Linked DNA regions of Macaca mulatta: region 1 is linked to region 2. The links are chromatin contacts, called in public Hi-C maps. All regions are on one chromosome and are shown on one strand. The core of a region is the stretch at or near the end of the contact, and the rest is flanking DNA. Distances in the headings are between cores, read along the strand shown. Region 1 holds the start of CCNYL1 (cyclin Y like 1). Region 2 holds the start of METTL21A (methyltransferase 21A, HSPA lysine).

Region 1 (3,775 bases), core at 1,014-3,513, 76 kb after region 2:
GGTGTGATCTTGGCTCACTGCAACCTCCACCTCCATGGTCCTGGTTCAAGCAATTCTCCTGCCTTAGCCTCCCGAGTAGCTGGGATTACAGGCAGGCACCACCATGCCCAGCTAATTTTTGTATTTTTAGCAGAGACAAGGTTTGACCATGTTTGCCAGGCTGGTCTTGAACTCCTGACCTCATGATCCGCTTGCCTCGGACCTCCCAAAGTGCTGGGATCACAGGTGTAAGCCACCATGCCCCACCTTTTTTTTGTTGTTTTTTTAACAGAGACAGGGTTTTGCCATGTTGGCCAGACTGGTCTCGATCTCCTGACCTCAAATGATCCACCCCGCTCAGTCTCCCAAAGTGCTGGGATTTCAGGTGTGAGCCACCATGCCCGGCCCCCCAAATTTTTCTTTCTTTTTTCCTTCCTCCACACTGCTGTCTGAAATGAAGATCCAATAGCTGGAGATCAATAGCCATCCTAGGCCGTGAAGGTGGAGGTGATGGCCAATGTTGTCTGTTGACTCCCTACTGGAAGTTTTGCAAGAACAGGAGCCTTTTTTCATCTTGGTGAAAGCAACATCCCCAGCACTTAAAAATTATGTGACATGTGCTAAGAGCTCAGGTATTGAATGGATAGTGAATGTATGAGTTAACTCTGGACCTATACAAAGTCTCAGCTTCTCTGACAGAATCAAACTCTTGCTTAATTCAAAGCACATTCCTCCTACTTGCCTCCCTTTGCTCTCCCAGACTTGCCACTGTTATAGAATAGAATTTTTTTTCTTAATTCTCTCCAATATTCCCTTCATTCAAAATGTTTTAAAATCTATTTCCATAACAATGCTTCCCAATATCTTCCTGGTTAGCAACTTTTAAATTCTTGAATTTTCAGGGTCATAGATATCTGTTTTTGTGTGTGTCTGTTGTTAAATGCAGGCATTATTTTGTACCTTAAAATAGGCATCGTCTCAAGTCTACAAGATCATCCAAAATGGTATCTAATGACATTCCTAGGATTTCAGACAATTTTCTTTTCTTTTTTCTTTGAGACGGAGTCTTGCTCTGTCACCCAGGCTGGAGTGCAGTGGCCTGATCTGGCTCACTGCAACCTCTTCCTCCCGTGTTCAAGCGATTCTCCTGCCTCAGCCTCCCGAGTAGCTGAGACTGCAGGCGCCCGCCACCACGCCCGGCTAATTTTTTGTATTTTTAGTAGAGACAGGGTTTCACCATGTTAGCCAGGATGGTCGGGATCTCCTGACCTCGTGATCCGCCCGCCTTGGCCTCCTAAAGTTTTGGGATTACAGGCTTGAGCCACCGCGCCCGGCCGGGATTGTTTTTAAGGGTTAAATAAATACACCACAGTTGGAACACTGGCACATAGTGCTTGCCAAATGGTAACTATTCATCTTCACGGAATCAAGACTGTGGTACCCGACTGCATGATTCTCAGTTTTGCGTGAGAAAATCGTGCTTTATGTGCTGTTTTTAGTACAAGAAGGGAAATCTGGAAGTCCCTGCCTAGAGGGGAGAAACAGGCAACAAAAGGGAGTTGGTGAGTCCCAGCATTTCAGAGTTGGCAGGGACGAGTTAAGTCCCTATTTTATGGACGAGGAAGTGGAAGGGTGACGTGTCCTCGAGTCTCATTCAAGACCCACAGCCACAACTCTTTATGGAGAGTAGGACCAGGGCTCCAGGGTTGCCATGATCACGTTGCAGGTGAAAAGTAACGCTCATTGGAAGACAGGAGCGGAGCATTTAGTTACAAGAACAGTTAACAATTTGGGTGTAACCAAGTTCAGTGAGCAAACGAAAGTTGTCAGACTCGGAAAAACAGAGTTGCTAATGGAACGCACTCTTTACTAATAACGGCTTTCTACAGAGATCATTGACTCAGCTTCCAGTTACAAATGCCCGTGCGCTTCCAGTAGGACCGGAAAGCTCCCAGCAGCCAGCGATGAATGAAAATCGGAGTCCGGGCTGGCGGCGTGAGGGGCGGGGCAGCTGCCAGGCGGGGGCGGGGCAGTGGGTCACGTGCCAGGCTTCGAGGCGGGCACCGGAGGGGGAACTCTGAGCATGATTGGTTCCTCTTAACCAGGTGACCGCAGGTCGCGTTCCGGTTGGCAGGCACCAGCCAGGGCCAGCGGCCCTCAGTCGGTAGGCGGCGGCGGAAGGAGGAGGAGCTCCAGCCGCGCTCTCTCTGGGCAGTGGCTGCGCCTCACAGCGCTTGTTGTGTTCCCCACCCCTTTTAAATAAGCCGGGCTGGTCACCGCCCTCGCAGACGAGTCAGCTCTAGGGAGGCGGCGGCAGCGCGGCGGCGGGGGTGCGGCCGAGGCCCGAGCCCTGCCCGGGGCCGGGCCGCGGGGCGGGCGGGCGAACCGCGGACGAGGCGGCGCCTGCTTGCGCGGTGCAGCCCCGGCGTAGCCCGGGGCTGCCGGTGCCGGCCGCGCCATTGTTGGGGGAGGGGGTGGCTGCTGAGGGCGGCGGAGTAGGGGGCGAGCGAAGGCGCCGGTGGCGGCGGAGAGGAGCGGAGGCGCCCCATGGGGAACACGCTGACCTGTTGCGTGTCCCCCAATGCCAGCCCCAAGCTGGGCCGGCGCGCGGGGTCGACGGAGCTGTACTGCGCGTCCGACATCTACGAGGCGGCGTCCGGGGACGCGGTGGCGGTAGCGCCCGCTGCGGTGGAGCCTGCCGAGTTGGATTTCGGAGAGGGCGAGGGCCACCACCTGCAGCACATCAGCGACCGCGAGATGCCCGAAGGTAAGGAGGCGGCGGATGCCATCCGCCCTCGGGCTCACCTCTGCCCGCCGCCTCCCCCAGAGTCCCCCGGGAGGCATCCGCCGCCTCGGGCTCCTTCCTGCCGGTAGCCGGTTTTCCCGGGGCTGGGCTCCGGGACGAAGGCTGGCTCTGCCTCGCGTCCCCACCCTTTATTCTTTCACTGCTGCGTCTGGCCAGTTTCTTTCCCTCCTCCTTACCCTAACGCCCAGTTATTGCTCTCTCTTTCCATTCTCTCAAGCCGGCTTGGGATCCTCTAGTCCGCCGCCCTTCTTGTTTGTAGCTCTGTTCATTGTCTGGTGGGACTTTGCTAAGACTTTTGGGGCATATTGTTTTCCTTTTCTCAATGGAAACTCAAATACCTCAACTTCGGAGTACTCATCCCATTCCCTCAACCCATCCAGATGGTACCTAAGTGAAGGAACCAGGTAAGGGTCTGATTGTTCCTTTCTCCCATCCGTGAAGGTAGCTGATGCCCGCGACAGTTTAGACCCAGATGTTTGGGAATTTCTTATTTAGACTCAAAATAGAGGTTGCCATAGGAGACACTATATGATATTCCTAATAGGTTAAGTCGGCTTGAAAGAAGCTGCTTTATTCCTTCCAACTATAATTTGAACACAGAAAGAAAGAAATGGGTGGGAGTAAAATAACTGTGAAGGGTGTGAGAGGTTATTACCAGTGGTGCAGAAAAGTTGCTTTTTTGAGACGGAATCTCGCTCCGTCCCCGGCCCAGGCTGGAGTGCAATGGCGCTATCTCTGCTCACTGCAACCTCCGCCTCTAGGTTTCAAGCGATTCTTCTGCCTCTGCCTCCTGAGTAACTTGAGATTACAGGCGTGCGCCACCACGCCCAGTTAATTTTTGAATTTTTAGTAGAGACGGGGTTTCACCATGTTGGTCAGCCTGGTCTCGAGCTCCAGACCTCGTGATCCGTCCACCTCGGCCTCCCAAAGTGCTGGGATTACAGGCGTGAGCCACCGCGCCCAGCGGTTGTTTTTAACTCAGAGTTTAGC
Region 2 (3,363 bases), core at 597-3,096:
AAAAAAAAAAGAGAGAGAGAGAGAGAGAGATAATTCGTGTCCAAAGCAGTTGGGAGCTTTCCTTCCGATCTTCTCTTACCCAGTGGGTAATTACTGGCAAGTCATTAACTTTCCTCAGCTTTCATTTACTCACCTTAAAAATGTAATCTATGTGGGGGGACAAGAGGAGTGACGTAAGGGATACCGGTTTGGAATGGCAGTCATAGTAAAACTGTTTTAAAATTGAAGCGGTGATAGTTGCACTACTCTGGGAATATGCTAAATTTTTAAAACCGCACTGAATTGTGCACTTTAAACAGGTGAAGCTGGCCGGGCGCGGTGGCTCACGCCTGTAATCCCAGCACTTTGGGAGGCCGAGGCGGGCGGATCACGAGGTCAAAAGATCGAGACCATCTTGGCCAACACGGTGAAATCCTATCTCTACTAAAAAAAAAAAAAATACAAAAAATTAGCCTGGCGTGGTGGCGGGCGCCTGTAGTCCCAGCTACTCAGGAGACTGAGGCAAGAGAATGGCATGAACCCGGAAGGCGGAGCTTGCAGTGAGCCAAGATCGCGCCACTGCACTCCAGCCTGGGCGACAGAGCGAGACTCCAGACTCTGTCTCAAAAAAAAAAAAAAAAAAAAAGGTGAAGTGTATGGTATGTGAATTACATCTCAATAAGGCTGTTTTAAAAATAATTTTAAAAGTCAGTCTTACAAGCAAGTGTGGACGTTTTCAGAGGTCCCACAGGGCTTACTTACCGCATCCCAAACCACCGCTGCGACTCCCAGGTGTCTCCAGTCCTGCCGGATCTGGATCGTGTGGTTTGCAAAGGAAAAGGTTGCAAGAGGCTTGTGGAATTTCTGCAGCCCCAATTCCGTGGTCTCCTCATAGGGCACCAGGGCCATTCCGCCTGCACCCTGCCCTCTGCTCAGACCTGTCGTGCAAAAGAATCCTGGGTGACGCTCTGGCCAAAAGATACATTATCTCTTAACTAACTCCAAATGCTTTTACGGTTGTTTTACAAGTTCAAAAGAAAAAAAAAAAACAGGTGAAGGAAGCCTTTGTCCAATTTCTTTTGCATGGCTCTTTCGAACCTGAGTGAGATTTGGCTCGGCATTTGTGTCAACGGATGTCTTCGGGAAAGGAAAAAAAAAAAAGCCCAGAACATTCCAACTTCCGCAGAATACCCTACACATTGCACTGCTACCACTCCGTGAATTCAGAGCTGCACAGGCGGTGGAACTGGCGGTGACCGCCCAGGGCCCCAGGGAAGCGGAGAAAGCAGCGCTTCCAATCCAGACCCGGGAGTCGGGACTGCAGCTGCAGCCAGCCGGGCGGCCCGGGTTCTTTTGTTACGGTTTCGCCACCTACCTCCCCTCCTCCATCGGCTGCTTCAATAGTGATAACAATGGGACCGAACCTGCCCTTAAACTGGGTGTTAGCGTTTTGATAAGCCAGAAATATACGGTCGCCGCAGTTCCGTCCTCCCGGGACTGGAGCGACACTGGGGGCCTCCGAGTGGCTCACGGGGACAGCAGGAGCTCGGAGGCCTCCCCGAGGTCCCCCTAGAGCTGCCCCCCACTCACCCCTCTCCCGGGCCGACCAGTGCGCCCTTCCTGCCCGCGGGCCCCGGAGCTGCGGCATCCCCTCAGGGGTGAGAGGGAGACCAGGCGAGGGGGGCACAGGGCCTCTCAGGACCCCCCGGCCATGCGGGGCGCCGTGAGCTTCCCGGCGGAGCGCCCAGGACTCGCCCAGGCCGGGCGGAGGCGTCGCCACGCCGGTACTTACGGCTCGGGAGGCGGCCCCGAGTGGGGCCCGCGCGCTCAGCTTTCCCCGCCCCGGGCTGGCTGCGGAAACCGCCGGCCTTAAAGAGCCCGCGAGGTGGAGGCGGAGGCTGGCCGCCCCGGCCCGGAGCCACGCGTTTCCGGTCTCCCGGCACCCCGCCCCCTGCAGGTGTCCCCGGAGCCTAGGGCGGAGCCGGGCCGTGGCGCGGAGGAGGAGTGACGTTGCGGGGAGGGGGGACCGGGGTTTTCCCGCGTGCATCCCCAAGTACACGGACGACCTAATCCGTTTCCCCGGCCGCCGAGGGAAGCGCTGTGGGGGCAGGAGCGAGAGCGAGACCGGGGTGCCGAGCAGCCGCGGGTGCGCAGGGAGAGCGTGGGGTGCCCCGGGCTCTCCCAGCCGGAGGGAAAAGCCACCTACCTGGCGCTGAATGTGCTCGTTACCTTTCTAGCATGTGCTCCGCCGCTCTCTGCCTCTGACTTTCTCGCTTGCGCCTTGTGCCTGTTTTTTAAAGGTGGCGGGTTAGCGGGTGATGAAGAAAGCTACCTCCGAAGAATGCGTGGTCACTCTGGTCCCCGCGTCTCCACTATGGGGTCCGAAGCGGCGTAATAGCCCGCTTGGCGGCAGTCGAGTGGAAAAGTCACAAAACCCTTCTCAACTAAAGCGCGGTGGGGGAAGTGAACACGTGGGCGCCCGAGTGTTAAGTTTTTTAAATGGGTCGGGGGACGCGGCGGGCTCCGGCTGCAGTCGGGAGCGCGGAGCTGCGGGCGCGCGCTCGGTCCCAGCCCCTGCCCCTGGCGCGCGCTCGGTCTCAGCCCCTGCCCCGGGCGGCGCTGCAGACTCCAGTGCCCCCGTCTCCCTCCTCCCGATGCCGAGGCGCACCTACCCGTGACGACCCACGCTGGACGTGGAAGGTGTCTAGGGCCTGGCACCCTGGCCGCAGGCCCTGGCAGAGAGCGCGGCTGAAGTGGGTCCCCTTGAGTGGGACCGCGCGGGGGCCGGCATCCTCCCGAGGCAGGCTTCCTTTTCCTCCAGGGCCCCCTCGCCCCACGTCGCCCGCCGCACTCAGCGCGGCTGCACATTAGAGCGAGCTAGGGTAAACTCCCTTACCCGCGACCCGGCCCCGAGAGCCGGCCATGGAAGGGGGCCCCGAGCGCTGATTTTTTGTTTGTTTGTTTGTTTGTTTTTGAGACGGAGTCTCTGTCGCCCAGGCTGGAGTGCAAGGGCGCGATCTCGGCTCACTGCATTCTCCGCCTTCCGGGTTCAAGCGATTCTCCTGCCTCAGTCTCCCGAGTAGCTGGGATAAATGGCCTACACCAGAAATTTTTGTGGGATTTTTTGTTTGTTTGTTTGTTTGAGACGGAGTCTTGCTCTGTCGCCCAGGCTGGAGTGCAGTGGCGCGATCTCGGCTCACTGAAACCTCCACCTCCCGGGTTCAAGCAGTTCTCCTGCCTCAGCCTCCGAAGTAGCTGGGATTACAGGCGCCCGCCACCACGGCCGGCTAATTGGCTTTTTTTTGTATTTTTAGTAGAGACGGGGTTTCACCATGTTGCCCAGACGGGCCTCAAACTCTCGACCTCCAGTGATACGGTCTTCTC

Evidence for each region. Hi-C and Micro-C count contacts between places; a contact is called where the count stands out from the background.
Region 1: a contact with region 2 is called in a Hi-C map of fetal cortex germinal zone, with 4 times the contacts expected there. The contact joins the promoter of CCNYL1 here to the promoter of METTL21A in region 2. A contact is called at or near these places in 3 of 14 Hi-C or Micro-C datasets (blood, fetal cortex germinal zone and fetal cortical plate).

Annotation. Positions count from the first base shown.
Region 1 is chr12:112,967,868-112,971,642 of T2T-MMU8v2.0, forward strand. It overlaps CCNYL1 (cyclin Y like 1), which reads left to right and starts at 2,264. Exons shown (of 10, transcript XM_015110808.3): 1 at 2,264-2,746. The coding sequence starts at 2,527.
Region 2 is chr12:112,891,787-112,895,149 of T2T-MMU8v2.0, forward strand. It overlaps METTL21A (methyltransferase 21A, HSPA lysine), which reads right to left and starts at 1,847. Exons shown (of 4, transcript NM_001194117.3): 1 at 1,772-1,847; 2 at 742-917. The coding sequence starts at 888.